Linked DNA regions of Sus scrofa: region 1 is linked to region 2. Evidence: chromatin contacts called from public Hi-C data. All regions are on one chromosome and are shown on one strand. Each heading gives the region's core, a stretch centred on a gene start, on an enhancer-like site or on the middle of the called end of the contact. The rest is flanking DNA. Distances are from core to core; before and after follow the strand shown. Region 1 has its middle 130 kb from the start of SEC61B. Region 2 has its middle 45 kb from the start of SEC61B.

Region 1 (5,973 bases), core at 556-3,055, 81 kb before region 2:
TGATTTCTACATTCTGTGGGTGTGGAACTAATATCATACTCTTCTTAGAGGTACTTTTGAATAAGGTGACCTTACATCTAGGTTGTCTCAGGAAAGTCCAAGTTTATGCCTGTTGTCCTGACTTCCTGTCTGATCTGGCATTTATCCAAGATGTATGTTATTTTTATGGGGGTGGGGGGGGGAATGAGGAGACCTACTTCATTCTTCTATGCATACTCTATAATCCTGTCTGGTGAGCTTGATTATACAAAGTGACTTTCTGAAAGGAATATAGAATAGGTGAAATTATGTGGCTTAATTTAGCAGGTAATCATGAAGGAAATAGGCTGAGCTGCCCATTCACTTCTTCCAGGTCTGGACATAAAAGAGACAAGGATTGATACTCTTGATTTTTCTGGCCTATGGCCACATCCCTAAGTTTAAGAGAGATCCAAAATATGGGGGTATATTAGCTAGAGGCCCCAGCTTCTGGGAAGGAAAACTAAAGTACCTTCTCATACCCTCTACCCACAGCAGGAGTTTTCTGATATGGTGAACAGGCACTGCTCTACTGAGGTGCTAAGATAATTATGGTAAAAGGATTTTAAACACTCGCCAATTCCAGTCATCTAATATAACTGCTTGGGGCATCATGTTGAGAAAGAGTCTAGGTTTGGCAAGAATGAGAGCCGTCATTGATCGGGGATGTTGGCCATGATTCAGGAGCAGTGAGCATCTGCACGCATCTCAGTAATTTGCCATTTCTGTACTAACAAGAAAATCTTTCAAAAGGAGGAAGAAAAACCTTAAAAATTTCTTCCTTCCTCATGGCATGCTGTATTGGATCCGTTTCCTTTTTAGATTATGTCAGTAGCTCTAGTTGGCAGGGTTGAGGGTTACTTTAGCTTAGAAGACTGTACTCTCCTACCATTAATTTTGTAAGGGTCGGTAGCATGGGGGCAATTTAAGCCTATTGCACTAGATATTAGGAAAACATTCTATCCCTTTATGCTCTTTCTCTTGGGTATGTTCTTCTTTTTCACTGTTGTGATAACTCTTAGAATGAGCTAGGATGGTTTTTCATGTAGGACTTTGTCTATCTAGGAGCACAAAGTTAGTCCTTAAGATTTAGATGTCATCTAGCCTCTCATTAGGGTGGGAAGTTTTGTTGCCAAAGCTCCCTCTGTAATTATTAAGCTTTGTCCTTTTGTACCTTGCTCATAGAGCTAGCAGGACTGGTGTCAGACTGAGGTGGGCAGTCTGACACCAGTGATCAAGGACTCATAGATTTGAGATATCAGCAAAATATCTTGACATCTTATTGCTATCACCAATAATATATATTTTCCTAGAGATGTAGGAATTAAAAACAATGCATATAAAATTCCTAGGATTCAGATAACTGCTATGTCATCAGCTATTACTATTATCATTATAATAGTGACAAATATCACTTGAAGACCAAATCTTTCCTTACCTGATTTGATTTTTGGCCAAAGCAATAAGTACTGGTATGTACTAGAGAGGAAGGGTAACTTTCTTGAGAAAATATCTGGACAACAGCAGGCAGTGCATATGTCCTCTAAAGATCCATTAGTAATAAATTCAATACAAATTCTGTACCAAATCCCATTGTTCCAGTGAGTGCTTTGAGACATAAATGGAAAGTTTAATGTTAGACACTTTGCTTCCTAGGATTTGTACTTTGTGAGGTTTTCATTATTTCTTTCTTGACAAATATTCAGGAGGTCTGGAGTGAGCTTCTCCAGATAATGCTTGCTCATCAGTTGGCTGGATTTGAGACGTACCCAAACTCCAGATGTGGTGTATCCAACCATTAGGAAATCTTAAGGCTTTTTGCCAAGCTGTCTTGAGGATGACTAAAAATTAGGCAATGGGTATACTTCTTAGCTCCTTCCATAAAATTAGGCAATGGCTATGCTTCTTAGCACCTACCATTAGAGCAGGACAGTGTGGATGAGACAGCTCTTGGGATGTAACTGGTTCACATCATTAAAAGCAACTGCAAATATAGGATTTGCAGGTTTGGGTAAGTTATGTTTATACCCTGGCTATTGGTAGGAAAGGGAAAAACCTCTGTGTTTTGCATACATTTTCAAAATATGTCAGTAAAGATGTTGGAGACCTTGTTCTCCAAAGAAAACTCTGGTAGATAAGAAACCTGACCAGGCCCTGAGCTAGATAAATAAATATTGGGCCAGAGATCTTAAAGGGCTTCTGCTTTTACAAGGAGAGGAGGAAATCAGAAGTAGAGGGCCCCAAAACATGGGTGATGCCATGATATGAGGCCAGCAAGGCATCTGGTAATTAGGAAAGGAAGCTGAGAAGGTGCAGTGTGAGCCCAAGAATGTCCTGTGTAAGTTTAAGGTCAATTTATGTAAGCTAAAAGGTGTACAGTGTAAATGCTATATCAGAAGTTATGTTTGGAAGGTAATATGAAAATGAGATTTGCCCAGGGGAACCAGATATACTCTGTAATTGCCATGGCTCAGTTATTTGCATTGAGGAGTCCAAAGAAGACAGATATGCTCAAAACTATCAAAATATGACATTACTGGTCCAGACTTTAGTTCTAAAATCTGTTGTGGAATTCTAATAAACTAGGCTAGACCATGTGATGATATCCCTTCTTCTAACTGAAAGGAGCCATACGATTAGTTAATGTTCCACTGTATCCAGGGAACTCTTCCTCTCAGACATGTACCTGAGACTGCTGGTGTTTGTGTCAGACTTGGCTGTCCCTCTCTCAGGATTCTTCCCACTCTAGATCCAACCAGCATCAAGCTTTGGTATTGTTCACCAGGGCAAAAAACTGAAAAACACAGAGAAAAAGCTACGGAGAAATATTTTAGCTGGTTGAGGAAGAACTTACTAATGGTCAAACTCTCCAAGATGGAAAGACCCTCTCTGAAGATTGTAAGCTCTCTATTTCTAGAGGGAAACTAGCCAAGACAGGTCAACTTTTATTGGAAGTGCTATAGAAGAGTTCATAGCCTCAAAAGAGGATAGACCCAATAAGTCCCTTTCCATCTTTAGAATTATGAATCTGAGTCACTTCACTCCAGGCTTCATCCCTTTTTTTTAAATTACTCAATGAATTTATTACATTTATAGTTGTACAATGATCATCACAATCCAATTTTATAGGATTTCTATCCCACAACTCCAGCGCATCTCCCCATCCCCCAAACTGTCTCCTTGGGAAACCACAAGTTTTTCAAAGTCTGTTGAGTCAGTATCTGTTCTGCAAAGAAGTTAATTGTGTCCTTTTTTCAGATTCCCCATGTCAGTGAAAGCATTTGATGTTGGTGTCTCATTGTATGGCTGACTTCACTTAACATGATAATTTCTAGGTCCATCTATGTTGCTGAAAATGCTGGTATTTCTTTCCTTTTAATGGCTGAATAATATTCCATTGTGTATATGTACCACCTCTTCTTGATCCACTCCTCTGTCGATGGACATTTAGGTTGTTTCCAGGTCTTGGCTATTGAAAATAGTGCTGCAGTGAACATCGGAGGCATGTGTCTTTGCGAGTCATGGTTTTCTCTGGATAGATGCCTAGAAGTGGGATTGTTGGATCAAATGGTAGTTCTATTTTTAGTTTTCTGAGGCATCTCCATACTGTTTTCCACAGTGGTTGCACCAATTTACAATCCCACCGACAGTGTAATAGCATTCTTTTTTTTCCACACCCTCTCCAGCACTTATTATTTGTAGGCATTTTGATGATGGCCATTCTGGCTGGTATAAGGTGGTACCTCCTAGTGGTTTTGATTTGCATTTCTCTAATAATGAGTGATGTTGAACATCTTTTCATGTGTTTTTTGGCCATTGTATGTCTTCTTTGGAGAATTGTCTGTTTATATCTTCTGCCCATTTTTTGATGGGGTTGTTTGTTTTTTTGGTCAGGCTTCATCTTTGAAATAACTCCTAAGGTCCATTCTTGCTCTGTAATAATGATAGATCCTTAATAATGTTGCCACATATTTTGGTGCTCTGTAGGTGAAGAGAACAGAATGAATAAAACATGACAAACAAAAGCTTAGGGAATTCATCACCACTAGACCTGTCTTACAATAAATACTAAAGATAGTTCTTTAAGATAAAATGAAAGAACACTAATTAACAACATAGAAACATATAAATGCATAAAACTTACTGGCAAAGATAAATATATCAAAGTCAGAATTCTTGGAGTTCCAGTCATAGCTCAGTGGAAAAGAATCTGACTAGCATTCTTGAGGATGCAGGTTTGATCCCTGGCCTCACTCAGTGGGTTAAGGATCCAGCATTGCCGTGAGCTTGGTGTAGGTTGCGGATGCGGCTCGGATCTGACATTATGTGGCTGTGGTGTAGGCCAGTGGCTACAGCTCCAGTTTGACCCCTAGCTTGAGAACCTCCATACATGATATTAAAAAGATATAAATTATAATATCAATAATCTAAAACTTAGGAAACAGAAATAAAAGTATAAAGGTTTTGTATGCAAAGTTATCAGCTTAAAACATGATAACCATAAGGTATTTTATGTCATTTTCATGGTAACCACAAAGAAAAACCTGAAGTAGATACACAAAAAATTAAGAGAAAAGAATCAAAGCATACCACTACAAAAAGTTGTTAAATCACAAGGAAAAACAGCAAAAAAGGAAACAACAAAACATAAAATGATGAACAAAATGGCAATAGTAAGTCCAACTATCAATAATTATTTTAAACATAAAGGGCCTAAATTTACCAATCAAAAGACACGGAATAGCTGAATAGATGAAAAATAAGATCCAATGTTTTTTTACCTGTAATAAACTCATTGTAGTTTTGAGGACATATATAGGCTGAAAGTGAAGAGACGGAAAGATATTCCAAGCAAATGGCAACCAAAGAGGTCAGAAATGGATATACTTATATTAGACATAATAAACTTTAAGTCAAAAACGATCATGAAACAAACAAAAAGTCATTATAAAGTTGACCTTTGAACAACATGGTTTTGAACTGCATGGATTACATATGAATTTCTTTCACTACATACACTACAGTACTACAGGATCCACAGTTGGTTGAATCCATGGATGGAGAACTATAGATATGGAGGGCCAACTGTAAAGTTATATATGGATTTTCAACTGCACAAAGGGTTGGCACCCCTAAACTCCGCTTTGTTCAAGGGTCAGTTGTATTAAAAACAGAGGGGCCAATTCATGAAGAGAATGCAATTATAAATATTTGTGTCAGCAACATCAGAGCACCTAAATAAGTAAAGCAAATATTAACAGAACTGAAAGCTTAAATAAACAATAACAGTAGGGAACTTTACAATCCCACTCAAAACCATGGATAAATAATTCAGAAAGAAAACTAACAAGGAAACAGCAGATTTAAACATTATAGATCATATGGAACTAACAGACATATGTAGAACATTCCATCTAACAGCAATAGAGTAGATTGTTTTTAAGGGCACATCAAACATTCTCCAGGGTAGATCACACATTAGTCTACAAAATAAATCTTTACAAATTCAAGAAGACCGAAATAATATTGTGCATCTTTTCCAATCACAATGGTATGCATCAGTAACTGGGGGAAAATTTGAAAACTCACAACATATGGAAATTAAACAATACACTCCTAAACAACCAATGACTTGAAGAAATCAAACAGCAATAAAAAAAATCTTGAGATAAAAATGGAAGCACAATATATCAAAACTTATGGGATGCAGCAAACTCTTCTAAAAGGAAAATTGATAACTATGAATATCTACATTAAGAAAAAAGAAAAGTCTCAAATAACCTAACTTTACACCTCAAGGAACTAGAAAAAGAAGACCAAATTCAGCCCAAATTTAAGGAAGGAAAGGAAATAGTAAGATTAGAGCAGCGAATTTCCTGCTGTGACACAGTGGGTTAAGGATCCAGCATTGTCTCTGTAGTGGTTTGGGTTGCTGCTGAGGCACTAGTTCAATCC
Region 2 (5,716 bases), core at 2,055-4,554:
CCTAATATCTTTCATCAAATTAGTCATTCTTTCCTTCTGGTTTGTAATCCCAACTTACTCATAAATTTTTTTTTTTTTGGACTTGAAAGAGGTGGAAATGATTATTATCAGCAATCTTGACTTCATTTACAAGGGAGAGATGAATTGTTGTTTGTTTTGGATGGGAAAGGAGAGTGTAGTGTGGGATAAAATCAGAAGACCGTTAAGATAGTCATGGAATTTGTTGTGAAAAAAGGAAAGTCTGAGGGAAAAAATGGCAAAAGAGAAAACTACTGAGTCATAGAAGGAACGTGTTATCAAAACAACAACAGCCATAGGGAAGGAATATTTGTGAGCATCTCAAAAAGAGGATGATGCAAACAGAATTGAGTTGGTTATCATGGGCTCCCAGCTGAAGAAAAAAGGTCTACAGTCAGTTTTCCTTGCCATATGACCTAGTGGCATCACAAAGCTTGGCATAGAATTTATGTCAGGGTTGTTAAGTAATTAACAAATATTTTTTAAAAAACTAGCATTGTAGCTATATGTTTAATATATGGATGAGGCTTATACTGTAATATTTATATTATATGTAATATAATATATAGCTTTACTTTAAAAGTTAAAGCTATTTGAACTTTAATGTTCATTATTGAAAAGATAGAGAAAAAACGGAATAATGCTAGCTATCTTTTATTGAGCACCTACTGGAGTCCAGAATGTTATTAGCTACTTTACATATATTTTATTTCTAAAGAAGAAAATTAAAACTTCTGTAATCCCACCACCTGTGATTAACCTCCATTAGCACTCTGCTGTATTTCCTTCCATAATTCTCCTGATAAATGTTTTATGACAATAGCTAACATGCAACATTTACTCAGCACTTACTCCCATGCCAGAACTAATAAAATACTTTATTTAAAGCTTTTTAAAAAATACTAAACCATGTAACAATCCTAAAAGATAATACTATTATTATTTTAATTTTGCAGATAAGGAAATTGGAACTAGTGGGGTTAAATAATGGGCCCATTCTGTGTACACAGTTTTGTGGGTTACTTTTTATCACTTAAATTTATATCAGGGAAATCGTGTTTTCCCACATTATTAACTATCCCATGGAAGAGATCACTTAATAGCTGCTTAATATTTTATCTTATGGGGGTGTCATCATTTATTTCACTATTTCAGTGTTTCTGTTCAATTGTTAGTGATTCTTTAATAGAATAAATACTGCTGATGGTGATCATTTTGAAATGTATCACTGTGTTATGTACTAAGAACTAACATGGTTTTGTAGATCAATTATGCTTCACAAAACAAACTCAGAAAAAGAGATCAGATTTATGGTTACTAGAGGGTAGGGTAGGGAGGGAACTGGATGAAGATAGTCAAAAGGCACAAACTTCCAGTAAAAAGACAAATAAGTATTAGAGATGTAATGTATGATGTGATTAATATAATTAGTATTGTTGTATGTTATATATGCAAAATGACAAGAGGGTAAAATCCAAAGAGTTTTCATCACAAGGAAAATTTTTTTCTTGTTTTTAACTTTATATCTGTATGAGATGATAGATGTTTACTAACTTATGGTGGTAGTTATTTCATGACTTGTGTATAAGTCAAGTCATTATGCTTCACACCTTAAACTTATACTGTGCCGTATGTCAATTATATCTCAATAAAACTGGAAGAAAATAAAATAAAAATAAAAGAATAAATGTTGGAGTTCTCTTGTGGCTTAGAAGGTTAAGGATCCAGCACTGTCACTTCAGCAGCTTTGGTCACTGCTGTGGTGCAAGTTCCATCCCAGACTGGGAACTTCTGCATGCTGCAGGTGCAGCCAAAGAAGAAAAGGGGGAACAAAAGGACAAATGCTGCTGTTATGAACACCCTTGTACTTACTTAAAACTTTGTGCATATCCAAGCACTCAGAATAAAAAAAAAAGCAGTGGAATTATTGAGTCAACTTTTTCTCAGGTTCTTTCTGCATATTGTCAAATTGCCTTCCAGAAAGCGTCTCCCATTTTATACTCCACCAGCAATAAATGAGGCATTTAATACCCTAGCCAACATTAAGTATTATTAATTTTAAATTAGAAGCAATTTAAATGAGTAAGCGGTTGGACTTCCCATTGTGGCACAGTGGAAACAAATCTAACTAGTAACCATGAGGATATGGGTTCAAGCTCTGGCCTTGACTGATGGGTTAGGGATCTGGCGTTGCTGTGAGCTGTGGTGAAGTTTGCAGACACAGCTTGGATCCCATGTTGCTGTGGCTGTGGCTGTGGTGTAGGCTGGTGGCTACAGCTCTGATTCGACCCCTAGCCTGAGAACTTCCAAATGCCGCAGGTGCAGCCCTTAAAAAAATAAATAAATAATAAAAAATGAGTAAGCACTTATAAATAATAATTTTAGCTTATTTTTATCATTAAAGGAAAAACAAGATTTGTTTCTTTCACAATTTTAATTTTTCTCTCATATGCCAGGGCTTCTGGGGGCTAAAGATGGGATGTGCCGCAGGCATGGCCAAATTAATTAATTAATTAATTAATTAAAGCACTAAGAGCCATTTGATCCTCACAATAATTCTTTGGGGGTAGGTACTGTTACTATCTTCATTTTATAGATAAGAAAACTGAGTCACCAAGTGGTGAGGTAACTTGCCCAAGTTCATTCAACAAGTAGCAAAGGCAAGATTCAGACCCAGGCAACCCAGTTTCAATGCCATTAACCACTACCATACTGCCAACCTTCTATTGAAAGGCATAGAGGTTGTGCTGAGACACTGAAAAAAATGGAAAGAAGATAGAGGAAAATAGAAAAAGGTTTTAAAATGGATTCAAACAGTGAAAGGATCAGAAATGGAAGTTCATTTGGATCAGAAATATTACCAAGAGATACTGACAAAACTCTATCTTTCCCCTCCTTTTTCAGAGCGTAGGTGAGAATGACACATGGCAAAACCCAGCAGATAATACACACACTGGACAGTAAACATGGAACAGTCCAAAGACAGAGGAAAGGAATGGTCTAAATTCGCCTGCTATGAGGCAGCAGAGAAAGGGAAGGAGGGAGTGATCTCTGCCCTCCTAGACCTCCAGGAATGGAAATATAAAGGAATCAATCCAGGCAGCACTCAAAACTGAACAGATGAGGAGAAAATAGAAGCTTGTACTTTTCCGGGGCTTCTAGCCAAGTGGTCTCCCAGCTTGGCCTAAGGCTACCGCCCCTACTGGCAGGACCAGCTGCTTGGCAGGACCAGCTGCTTTGCAGGACCTTGGGGTGAAACTCCTGTGGGCTGCAGCGCCATCTAGCAGATGTGACGGTGAAATGGTACCAGGACTTTTTGGCCATTCTGATGTCCATCCAAGTGCAGAGGTTGCGACAATGAAAAAACAAACCTCTATCCTTGAGACAGTCACCATCCATCTGAGGAAACCAGAGCAGATATTTATGCAAGTGTTTAGCAAACAGAGGCTGACAAAGCTGACTTTCCCCAGGGTTCAGGGAAGGCTGCACAGAGGAAGCATTTTTCAAACCAGGTCTCAAAAAATGAGGAATTTTTTGTCAAGCAATAGAAAATAGAAGAAACTTTGGGCAATAGGACCAGAGGCTGAAAGAGTTCAGTGCATTCAGAGGTTGGAGGTTGGAACATTCAAACTGCAAGCCAGTGGTAACCTTATAGACTAGCTAGTTCCTTGTTTTGTATGAAGTTACAGAACTTCAGGCAAGGAGAGGACCTCATGCAGATTCACACCCCAATTTAGGAGTGTCCATGTTGTAACACATATCTCCTGACCATCGGAGGAGAAGGCCAGCCACAGCTCTCTGGAGAAGGTCATGGTCACCTGGCAGGACCCAGTGATAAGGCTGAGCATATGCAAGTTAGACCTTGAGCTCAAGAAGAAGACTTGCTTGCATTCAAAATACTCACCTCCACCCTAGCTAGGTGAGTTTTGTCAAGTTACTCTTAAGTCTCGGTTTCCTTGCCTGTCAAATGGGATCCATCATATCCCTACCACATATGGTTGTTGTGAGATCAAAAGAGTTAATCTAGGTAAAGTGCTTGGCACAATGCTCAGTATACTTTGAATGCTGGGGGATCAGATGTTAAAGGCTGCAGTTTTAATATTGTCACTTTTTAGTGTAGTATTATGATATGTTTCTTATTTGAAAGTATTATTATTAATTGATTATTTAATATCTCTTTTTTATTGTTTCTTATTAGCTATTGATTACTTACTGAAAGAACTGGAGCTATCCTGTCTGGATAAGAATAAGCACAGAAGCCACATTCCTGTTTTTAAAACTTGAAGGGTTATGCTGGAACAGAGGGAGTGATAGGTCGTTGTTCAAGGGGCCAAGCTCCAAGAAGGCAGATTTTAGTTTGAAGAACTTTCCCACCCTTCAAGTAGCCATGGGCAGAAGGTGTTTACTTGTTGGAAATGTTCAATCTGAGACCAAGTGACTACTGGTCAGGGCCATAGCCCACCTTGCACAGGGCGGGAAGTCATCGAGTCCATTTAACTATCTGATGCCTTAAACATCTAATTGAGCCCTGCTTTCTAGGGGACTATGATTTGGTAGGTCATCTGGGAAGACAGCTATCTATGTTTATAAATTTCAAAGCCATAAGCAGTCCTCAAAGAAGTTGGGATCCAAATGCACAACCTTGTTTTTCAGAGTAATTCACTAGGTGTTAGCGGGGAATGTGAAGAAGAGGCTGAAATACCCATGTCAGCCTGGAAACAAGGGGAGTGGGCCAGAGAAACAGAAGGCAGCTTGGCCTATTCCCTAAGTGCTGCCTAGAGAATGTGTCTTCATTCTGAGAAGATGGGAAGGGCTCTCATGATCCCAATAGCCACATAGGGTACAGAGGTATCACCTTAAAATCATTAAGTAACAGAGCACATCAAATGCTCGATGGAAAATAGTCAAATAATTATGCAGGTTCTGCTATGTGCAAGCATTTGGAATATAAAACTGACTCCAAAAACCAAAGTCTCTATAAAATTAGGAGGGGTATAGTCTAAGAAGATAATAAGACCTAGACACAGAATAACTTCAGTCCACAGTGGAAAGGCCTAGTGTTATCAGACAGACTCATGGGGTCACATGATTCTTACAAGAGGCAGCAGTAGAGGAAGCGACATTTGAGCTGGGATTTCAGTAACACATCTGATTTTAACCCAAAATGATGGGGGAGGGACGAGCTTCTCGGGGGGGAACAGTGTGGGCAAAAGTTGGTGGGGGGGGGAGCCTTGAAAGCATGGGTTTGGTCCACTGTGGCTGGACCTTAGGGAGTGTAAAGGTGGTGCATGACATAAGTTCAGAGAAGTAATCATGCAGAACTTGCCCTCCCAGGTATGTACCCAAGAAAACTGAAAACATGGCTCCACATAAAAAAAACCTGTACACTAATGCTCATAGCAATATTACTGAGAACAGCTGAAAAGTGGGAACAACCCCAATAAGATGTGGTATTTCTATAAAATGGGATGTTATTCAGCATTCAGCAATAAACAAGAGTGAAATAGTGACACATGTTGCAGCACAGATGAACCTTGGAAATGTGCTACATGGAAAAAAGGCCAGACACAATAAAACACCTGTCATATGATTCCATTCACATGAAAGGTCCAGAATAGGCAAATTCATAGAGACAGAAAGATTGGTGATTGTCTAGAGCCAGGGAGGCCAGAAGTTGACAACTGAAGGGTAAGAAGTT

Evidence for each region. A called contact is a pair of places that touch in the nucleus more often than the background predicts.
Region 1: a contact with region 2 is called in a Hi-C map of adipocytes, with 1.9 times the contacts expected there. The contact joins two enhancer-like sites. A contact is called at or near these places in 5 of 47 Hi-C or Micro-C datasets (adipocytes, embryonic fibroblasts, psoas muscle and 1 more).

What each region holds. Positions count from the first base shown.
Region 1 is chr1:241,107,198-241,113,170 of Sscrofa11.1, reverse strand. No RefSeq gene overlaps it. Among named protein-coding and RNA genes, the nearest start is that of SEC61B, 130 kb to the right of the region's middle. Within about 2 kb of position 1,805, at least 2 of the 83 cell types and tissues checked have an H3K27ac peak or open chromatin away from gene starts, as enhancers often do.
Region 2 is chr1:241,027,744-241,033,459 of Sscrofa11.1, reverse strand. No RefSeq gene overlaps it. Among named protein-coding and RNA genes, the nearest start is that of SEC61B, 45 kb to the right of the region's middle. Within about 2 kb of position 3,304, at least 1 of the 83 cell types and tissues checked has an H3K27ac peak or open chromatin away from gene starts, as enhancers often do.